Regions from separate parts of the Mus musculus genome. Here region 2 is linked to region 1. The links are chromatin contacts, called in public HiChIP or PLAC-seq maps. All regions are on one chromosome and are shown on one strand. Each heading gives the region's core, a stretch centred on a gene start, on an enhancer-like site or on the middle of the called end of the contact. The rest is flanking DNA. Distances are from core to core; before and after follow the strand shown. Region 1 holds the start of Lrrc32 (leucine rich repeat containing 32). Region 2 has its middle 58 kb from the start of Gm23040.

What was found. HiChIP or PLAC-seq counts read pairs in DNA pulled down with a chosen protein or histone mark.
Region 2: an H3K27ac HiChIP or PLAC-seq map of CD8 T cells shows a contact between it and region 1, with 28 times the contacts expected there. The contact joins the enhancer-like site here to the promoter of Lrrc32 in region 1. A contact is called at or near these places in 7 of 39 promoter capture datasets (the 3T3-L1 cell line, the C10 cell line, cranial neural crest and 3 more), 2 of 15 datasets of contacts at CTCF or cohesin (CD8 T cells and large pre-B cells), 27 of 484 Hi-C or Micro-C datasets (the AML12 cell line, the C2C12 cell line, CD8 T cells and 19 more), 26 of 115 datasets of contacts at active chromatin or transcription factors (the 230-238 cell line, CD8 T cells, T-cell acute lymphoblastic leukemia and 18 more) and 4 of 9 other capture datasets (adipose tissue, embryonic stem cells, liver and 1 more).

Annotation. Positions count from the first base shown.
Region 1 is chr7:98,487,485-98,491,713 of GRCm38.p6, forward strand. Lrrc32 (leucine rich repeat containing 32) reads left to right here and starts at 2,507. Exons shown (of 3, transcript NM_001113379.2): 1 at 2,507-2,613.
Region 2 is chr7:98,562,816-98,566,581 of GRCm38.p6, forward strand. No RefSeq gene overlaps it. Among named protein-coding and RNA genes, the nearest start is that of Gm23040, 58 kb to the left of the region's middle. Within about 2 kb of position 1,971, at least 80 of the 459 cell types and tissues checked have an H3K27ac peak or open chromatin away from gene starts, as enhancers often do. A contact at or near this core is called in the 230-238 cell line, CD8 T cells, DN3 thymocytes and 13 more, where this site is marked.

The DNA.
Region 1 (4,229 bases), core at 1,257-3,756:
GTCACTTGAACTCTCTGAGTCTTGTTTTCCAGTCGATGAGGATAGAAGCTAATGGAGAGCTGTGTGTGGCCATCTTTACTCTGGTATATCAAATAAAAAGGACTGAGCCAGAACAGGGGTCCGGCAAAGGGCGATGGAGACTAAATTAGGGATCGGATCCTTCTCATTCCGATCCACAGTTCAGCAAGGACAGGACGCTCACAGAGTTTTAGCAGCATGCTCCGAGTCACAGTGGATCTGTGCACCATTGGCCTTCTGGGTCACTAGCTCCTATGCCTCAAGGGTTATCCTGCCTCAGCAAAATTCCCCCAGGGAGTCTTGAGAAAGACTGAGTGTCTGAGAGCCACTCTGTCAGGGTGGAACCAGTAAGGACCCAGGAAAAGTTGTGTCCCCTGTCTGACCTGTCACCTGAGGACTGTGTTGAAGACATCCAGTTTCTGGCAGATGGAAGCATCAGTGGCAGGAAACTGATGGAAAGATGCCCTCCGTGGGTCCTAGAAAAATGTGCTGTCCGTGGCTGCCTTGTAAATGAGACCCTGCTTGGATTCTGACATCCATCACTCCCTGCAGACTCGAGCTCTGCCTCCTGGAGGGGGTGAGGGTACTTTTACACTTCTGGATCAGCCACCCTCCTTGCTCTACTTCCTCAGCCTCACATCTGCCCACAAGAGAGGATGCTGGACAATTTTATTTCCCAGCTTCCCAGGGCCTGCGGAAGAGAGACAGGCTCCTCACTGGGTTCTCAACCCAGTCTGTCTTATGTGGTCTCCCCAGCCAGAGGAACTGTAGATTTACCATTTGTCTCGCTCTACAGAAACAAGTGGAGGTCAGAAAAGTCAAGCAACCTTCCCCAAGTCACACAGCATGACAGTTCAAGAGCAGAGATGTAGGGGGTGGGGGCTAAAGAGTTCCGCCTGGTCCTCAGTCCCAAGAGACCTCTGTAGTTGGGGGAGGACATGCTTGGTTGCCCCTCTATCTCCTATCTCTTGGGGAGCCCCATCCGGGCACAGAACCCCATGTGCTTCCTAACCACAACCGCAGCCCCTGGGGGCACAAGGGAAGCAGGCCGCTCATCCTGTAGTGATGGCACCAGCCCTGCCCTGCCCCCACCTTGAGCCAAGTTCTAGGGCAACTCTGACGGTGTGAGAGAGCATCAGGCCATCATGGGGAAGCAGGTAGGGAGAGCCCCAGCCTACCTGAGTCTTTGTTCATGCTCTGCCCTCGCTACAGAGTAGTCACAAAGCCCCTTCCTCGATTGATACATGACCCCATGGACTCCAACCTGGAAAAGGTGTCCTCCTAAAGCAGCAGATGAGGAACGGTCTCTAACACCCATCGGGTGCAGGCCCAGGCCTACATCGACTTCATCCAAAAGAGCGGCTCTTGCCATTCTACACTTGGCAGAGAGGGGAACTGAAGTTCAGTCTGACTAGATAGTACACACAAGGGCTGAGGTGGGAGAGCCACAACCCTGAGAGCTCCCGAGGGTGGGTGGGGGCAGGAAGCTGGGCTACTCTGCTGCTCTGACTCCTTATAGCATCAGAGGATGCCTCCTTGGTGAACCTTTCCCTGACCTTAGGTTAGGTCAGGGCTCTAGACTGGAGTTGTCAGGGACTGTCCTCTCTGGGTTGTTCGCACCGCATGGGTCCATCCAACCACTGTGGACTAGATGGGAGGAAAGGCCCAGCTCAGAGCCCAGCCCTACTCTGGCTCACCCCGCTTGGTGCTGTTAAGATAGGGTGGATGGCCCTCCTCTAGGCGCTGTGACCACCAGGGAGAACATTATGAATACAGAACTAGAGACTGGAGGACGGCAGCAACACTCTTCACCCATCTTTCAGTCTAGACCCAGCAGGGCACGGTGCCAGTGTCTGAGGAGGCTAAGTACCTTGTAAAGGCAGCGGCTTTGGGTAAGTTATGAGACTGTCATTATGCAGTTTAACCTATCAGAGCCTCAGGTCCCCCAAATGTCCGTGGGGACCTGACAAGTCTCAACCAGCTGGCTTTTCCCTCATCCCACTCCTAGCCTCAGCTTCTCTATCAGTAAGCAGGGGACACTGACAGGCTTGGAGATGACTTAAAGGCAGGATAGCTGGGGGGGGGGGGGGGTGGATGGGACCCCCTCAGGGCCATCCCAGGGCCAAAGAAGGGTCACTTCCTTCCGTGCCGGTGGTTGCCAGTCACCTCTGGGTGGCCCCCTGCCTTGGTGCGGTGGCGCCAGGATTTCCTCCGCGGACCTGCGGCTCCCTGCACCCAAGACCTCGCGGGCCCACGGCTGCACGTGCGGCTGCCTCGGCCTAGCTTCTTTTGTGATCCTTCTCCCTCCAGTCGTTTTTCGGTTTCAAGCGCCGCCCTAGCTGGGTCCGGGCGATTCCAGAGCAGAGGCGATGCTCGGTTCCTAGGTCCGCACGGCTGGCAGGGCGGTGTTAGGACCCCGCGGCTCAGAGTCCCAGGGGGCGTGGCCGGGCGGCCGGTGCTATTTAAAAGGCGGGCGCCGCCCCCTCCCGGCCGGCTGGAGCGGCGCTGCAGCGGTCCGGCCTCGGCGGGCCAGACCCCCGGGGTTGCGCGAACGATGCGCGGAGGAGTCAGGCGGCGGCGGCGGCGCTGAGCCAGGTAGGGGCGGCGGTCGGCGGCGGTGCCTAGAGAGCTAGGGCCGGACCCTCCCTCGGCACCCGGGTGTTAGCAGATCTACCTAAGGAAGGGCTCAGATAGGCGTTCCCATTTGACAGCTGGGAAAATCGAGGCAGGAAGCTCTGGGTGTGCCTAGGAGCACACAGCCAAGCAAGCAGATTAGGATTTGAATTCAGGTCTGCCCCAGGCAGACATGGGCTTTCCACACTACCACTATTATCTGGAGGGGATACCCAGAACTCTTTGGGGAGACTTCTTTATGTGTGATAGATAGGAGGGACCCCCCTACCCCACCTCCACCCTGACATTTCACATCACAAGCACATTCCTTTGGGTTAAGGTCTGATTCCCCTGAGATGTAGGATGTCTCTAGAACGGGCTGCCCCTAGTGAGTGATTCACTGCACTGTGAGCCTTGAAGCTGCTCTCCCAGGCCCCCTTTGACAGTAGTCATAACAGACTGAGAGCCCTACCGCTCAGTATACTCCTGGGCCTGGGGCTGTAGGCTCCTGAGTAACTTAGGAAGGAAGTCTTGGCAGTTGCTTTGGAGGCACAGGGGCTGGATTCTGATACCGACTCTTCGATTTACTGTACAAGTGCCTTAGGGTAAGTCATTTCTCTGAATCTCGTGGTCTGGGAGAGAGATCCACAGGGTGCCCGTGGGGTCTGCACTAGTGGAGACCACCCAGCACTAAGGGACTATAGATCTGGCTGAGTCCCAGTTGCAGCACACCTAGGGGCTAAGGATCAGGCACTTTGCCTTCCCAAGCCTCGGTCCTCCAGTCTGTAAATGGGAATTATAGTAATCACCTCACTTGGTGGTTGTGAGAGTTAAAAGACCTGCAGTCAACCTAGGGCTTAGAAAAATTGTAACCTCCTTGCATAGTAGGGGCAGTCTTATTTTTATTATAGGTTTGACTCCACTATCTGTCTGTCCCCCTCTGTCATGCACGCGCGAGCACGCGTGCATGTGCACACACACATACAAGCACATACAGAGATATTCTTTGACACCTCTCCAATCAGAATCCAGCTACCTGCCTGCAGAGCCAGGACCTCTATCCTCAGCATCGTTGGTATCTGAACCATCAGGGAAGGACATGGAAGGGTCCCAGTACTTTCCTGGTCATGCTCCACCTGATCCATGCTAAGCAAGGATAGCCAGTGTTGGAATGGGAACTGGTGTGTCCTGCAGATGAATCACCTAGGCAAGGAGAGATAAAGAATTTGCCCTGAGGACCACACTAGCCAGTGGTGGGGCTTGACAGTGAGCCCTGGGTTTGAATGCCTCTGGTTGTCCCTGGGGGGCTGAGTTCTCACTGCTGCAGATGGGGCACAGCAGGGTGCTTCTTTCCACCATAATTCTGTGGGGACTGTCTCTTCTGGATGTGCAGAGGAAGGAGAGACAGGGTCCCTTTGGGCATCCCTACCTTAACCCCAGGTCCTAACTTGTCCTTATTGCAGCTGAATTTGTGACATCATTCAGCCACTTGTTCCCTGGGAGAAATTTAGTGAGCATATACTTAAGGAATGAAGCAAATGAGAAATGAGAGCGGGAGGGGGGATAGAACACCCAGGAGCCTGAGCAGGAACATTCTG
Region 2 (3,766 bases), core at 721-3,220, 75 kb after region 1:
TATATGGTGGTGTGGTGAGTGACTGACCTGTAAGACGCAACATCAGAGCTGGCCAGCGTGGCGCCATCCTTCATTTTCCTTCATTTTCCATCCATCCATCATGAGGTGAGGTCAGTGTTCCATGTCTCCTTCATCCCTACTAGGGCTGCATACAACACACTCTGCCCTAGACTAGACCACCTATAGCTTTGCCTTCTGTCTTCTAGACAGAGGAGCTGGAGGGAGGGGCCTGGGGCCCAGACGCCAGGGTTTGTACAGTCTACAGCTGTAGGCCCCTTCTGAGAAGCACTGTGGGGCAAAGATAAGCATCTCAGGGGTTCTCAAGAAGTCCCTCGCACAGCCGAGCAGCTAAAGCATGCTTTGTTCCAACAGGTGCTAGGAAGTGCTCACATCTGTGTCCGGTTCTGATCTCCCACAGACAGAGCAACCCTGGCAGGGAGGCACCAAGTCCCGTGCACAGCTCTCACTCACTGTGAGATGGCTGTGATCCCCACCACCATACCCAGCCCCATACAAAGCCTGGCACAGACAATGCTTTGATGAGTGTGTGAAGGCAAGTCAGAACCCCAGCCCTCAAGACAGAGAAGCTGGTAGGTAAGTCCACAATAGCGTCCATGAGGCAGTAGTCCCAGAAGCATCAGGATCCCGTATCCATACCCAGTCTTTCTGCCTGGGTGAGTTCGGGAGGCCAGTCGATGATAGGGACCGCCAGGAGACACTGGAAGGAAGTCTCCTTCAATACTTTCTATACACCAGAAAGAAGAGGGGCAGGAGTGGTCAGGAAGGGACTAGCCAAGGCCACACAGCCACTTAGTAGCATAGCAGCATAGTGCTCAAGTCTTTTGCTTTCTGATCACCAGGGTCCTGTCCTCAAGGCCAGCTTATTCTGGCTATTGGGGGAAGAAAAGTGTTCTGAAAACCATAACCAGGGAAAGTGGTTGGGAAGCTGGGATGCAGATCAACATCTGGAGAAAACACAGAGGCTCTATGTATGTCTTTCTTCTTTTACTCATTCATTCATTTATTCATTCACAATTCATTTATTCCTTCCATTCATTCATTCATTCATTCATTCATTTACAATTTCATTCATTCATTCACAATTCATTTATTCCTTCCCTCCCTCCACCCACCTATCCATTCATTCATTCACAATTCATTTATTCCTTCCTCTCATTCATTCAAAATTCACTTATTTGACAGACAAACTCTCTGCAGTCTTCCCAGGTCGCAGCTGGGGCAGGGCTCCAGGAGCGCAGTGCTGAATCTGACCTGCCTGCACCTGCCTCAGAGAAGCTCCCAGAACTAGAGGGCAGGAGTGCTGCCAGGCCATACTACTGTCTGTGAGTGGAACCCGAGGTGGGGCTGGGTGGGCAGAGCAGAGTCTGGAAACAGTTGCACAGACATGTCTTCCTTGGTTATGGCAGAGCTGCTGGGCGCCTCGAGCCAACACGGAGGACTGTGGTCTCCAGGAGTACAGTGAGGAACACAGGCAAGGAGACACTAGGATTCATCTGCAGGCCTGAGAGTATAGCTCAGTTGTAGAATGCCTGCTTGGCATGAATGAAGCTTGGGTTCCATCCTCAGCACCCCTTAAACTGGGCACAGCACCACACAGCTGTGGTTCTGACCCTCAGGAGGCAGGGGCTGTTCAAAGTCATCTTTGGTTACATAGCTAGTTTGAGGTGGGCCTAAGCTTCTTAAGACCCTCCTTAAGCCAATCAATCCATATGATATTTAAGGAAAAGAAAGTCCATCTAGGACCTGCGGGGCCTGAAGTGCTGGTCAGACATCCAGGAGACTCCAGGCCAGGGACAGAGCCTGAGAGGTGTCAGAGTGGACTGTGGTGATGTCCCAGGGTCACTGTGACTGCTGGGCCGTGGAGGGCACAACAGATAGGATAGTACAGCCTGACTCTCTTGATGGAGAGGAAGTTCCTCCCCAGGGGAGCCCAGGCCACTTCCGCCCTCCACTTGGAGCTGGGTGGTGGATAACAGCTGGCCTCAGGCCTTGAAGCCATGGGGCCTTCCTGCTCAGTCACACAGCACACGAAGGAAATAACTTTATTAGTTAGTGGGTGAAAAACAGGAAATGTACGCTGTGACTCGGGCACCGGCCTGGCCTCACTCACATCTAGTTTCTAGGAAACAGATATGTGACCTCAGAGAAGGTTGGTTTTTCTCAGCCATATCTTTCTGGAAACACCGGCCTTTTCTTGGGAAAAAAAAAAAAAAAAGTCCTGTTGGTCCTCCAGACAGTGGGGTAACAGTGACACAGGTCCCCACCCCAACAGAGAACTTACTCTCCATCACAGCACACCCAGACAGGCTTCTATAAGGCACAGGGTCACAATGGCTCATCGCCTGAGCCCCTACTGTGTGCTGTGTGGCAGAAACAAATTGGGTCCATTACTCACCACCACCACAAGAGGAAGACTGTCAAAGTAGGCAAAAAAAAAAAAAAAAAAAAAAAAATCAACTTTAAGAACTTAGGACAGCAAAGCTCTCCTGATAGAGACTAATTGGAGGGCTGTTATTAGGTAGACCCGGTGGGACCATTGCTAGAATGTTACAGAAAGTGGCCCCATTAACGATTCAGCCACTCATGACGAAACAGTCAGAGAGTAGTAACAAGGCTTGAGGGACCAAGTAAACAAAGTAGCCTCTGTAAGATGTTAGCGACTGTGGGAAGAGCAAGCCAAATGCATGGATACAGAAACAGCTGTAATGCTTGGGAAATGGAACCACTTTTAAGGATTTTAAAATTAGTATTAAGTGTGTGTGTGTGTGTGTGTGTGTGTGTGTGCTTATGTGCTCAAGAATGCTGGTGCCCACGGAATCCAGAAGAGGATGTCAGACCTCCTGGAAGGCTCCTGATCCTAACTCGAGTGGAAGCTTGAACAGTTCCTGCTTTTAAAACCTGAGCAGCGGCTCCAGCCCACGGAGCCAAACTTAAGTAAAATACACAGAGATCTCCTCCGCACACTGATAAGAAACTGAGCTGCACTGCAAATCTAAGAAACTCCAAAGACCCCCAGGGTCACGTGAATCATGCTCACTGATAGAATCCAAGGGAAAATCTGAAAGATGAATTTTTTTTTTTAAAAATTAGGAATGGGAAAAAACATGACTTATGTCAAACATATATCTTGAAACTTGATTAAAAATTAATATATGTCCATGAGGAGTTATAAAGTTGCAAGTAAGCAAGTTTAGAAACTTAAAATTTGATATCCTCATACACATCCCAGAACCTGTAACAAACGTTTTACTCAATTTTGAGCGTTGTTTGTATTTGTTTATTTGAGTCAGGCTCTCTCCCAATGTAGCCCAGGCAGGCCTTCAACAAGGGAGCCTCCTGTTTTGGCCTGCTATGTAATAAGGTTACAGGTGTGAATCACAATGCCTGGTTAATAGTATTGTTTTTCTAAAACACAAATAAGAGCTGGCAAAATATATGTGGGGCTGGAGGTGCTTGCTCCCCAGGACTCGGGTGGAGGAGAGAGCCATTGTCTGCTGTCTTCCGGCTTCCCCGTGGATGGTGACAGGCACACCCACGTATATACAATTACACACAGATAGATGATAAATAAAGATAATCAACTTTAGGGATGAGAGAAGTAAGTATGGCTGCTCTTGCCACGTCTGCCAGCATCTTATCAGAAGCTTCAGGGAAAAATCAGGGGAGGAAACACTGTGCACACTGAAAGCCAGAGGGAAGCTGGCAGTCACCGTCCAGATTATATGATTTTCTACACAGAAAAGCA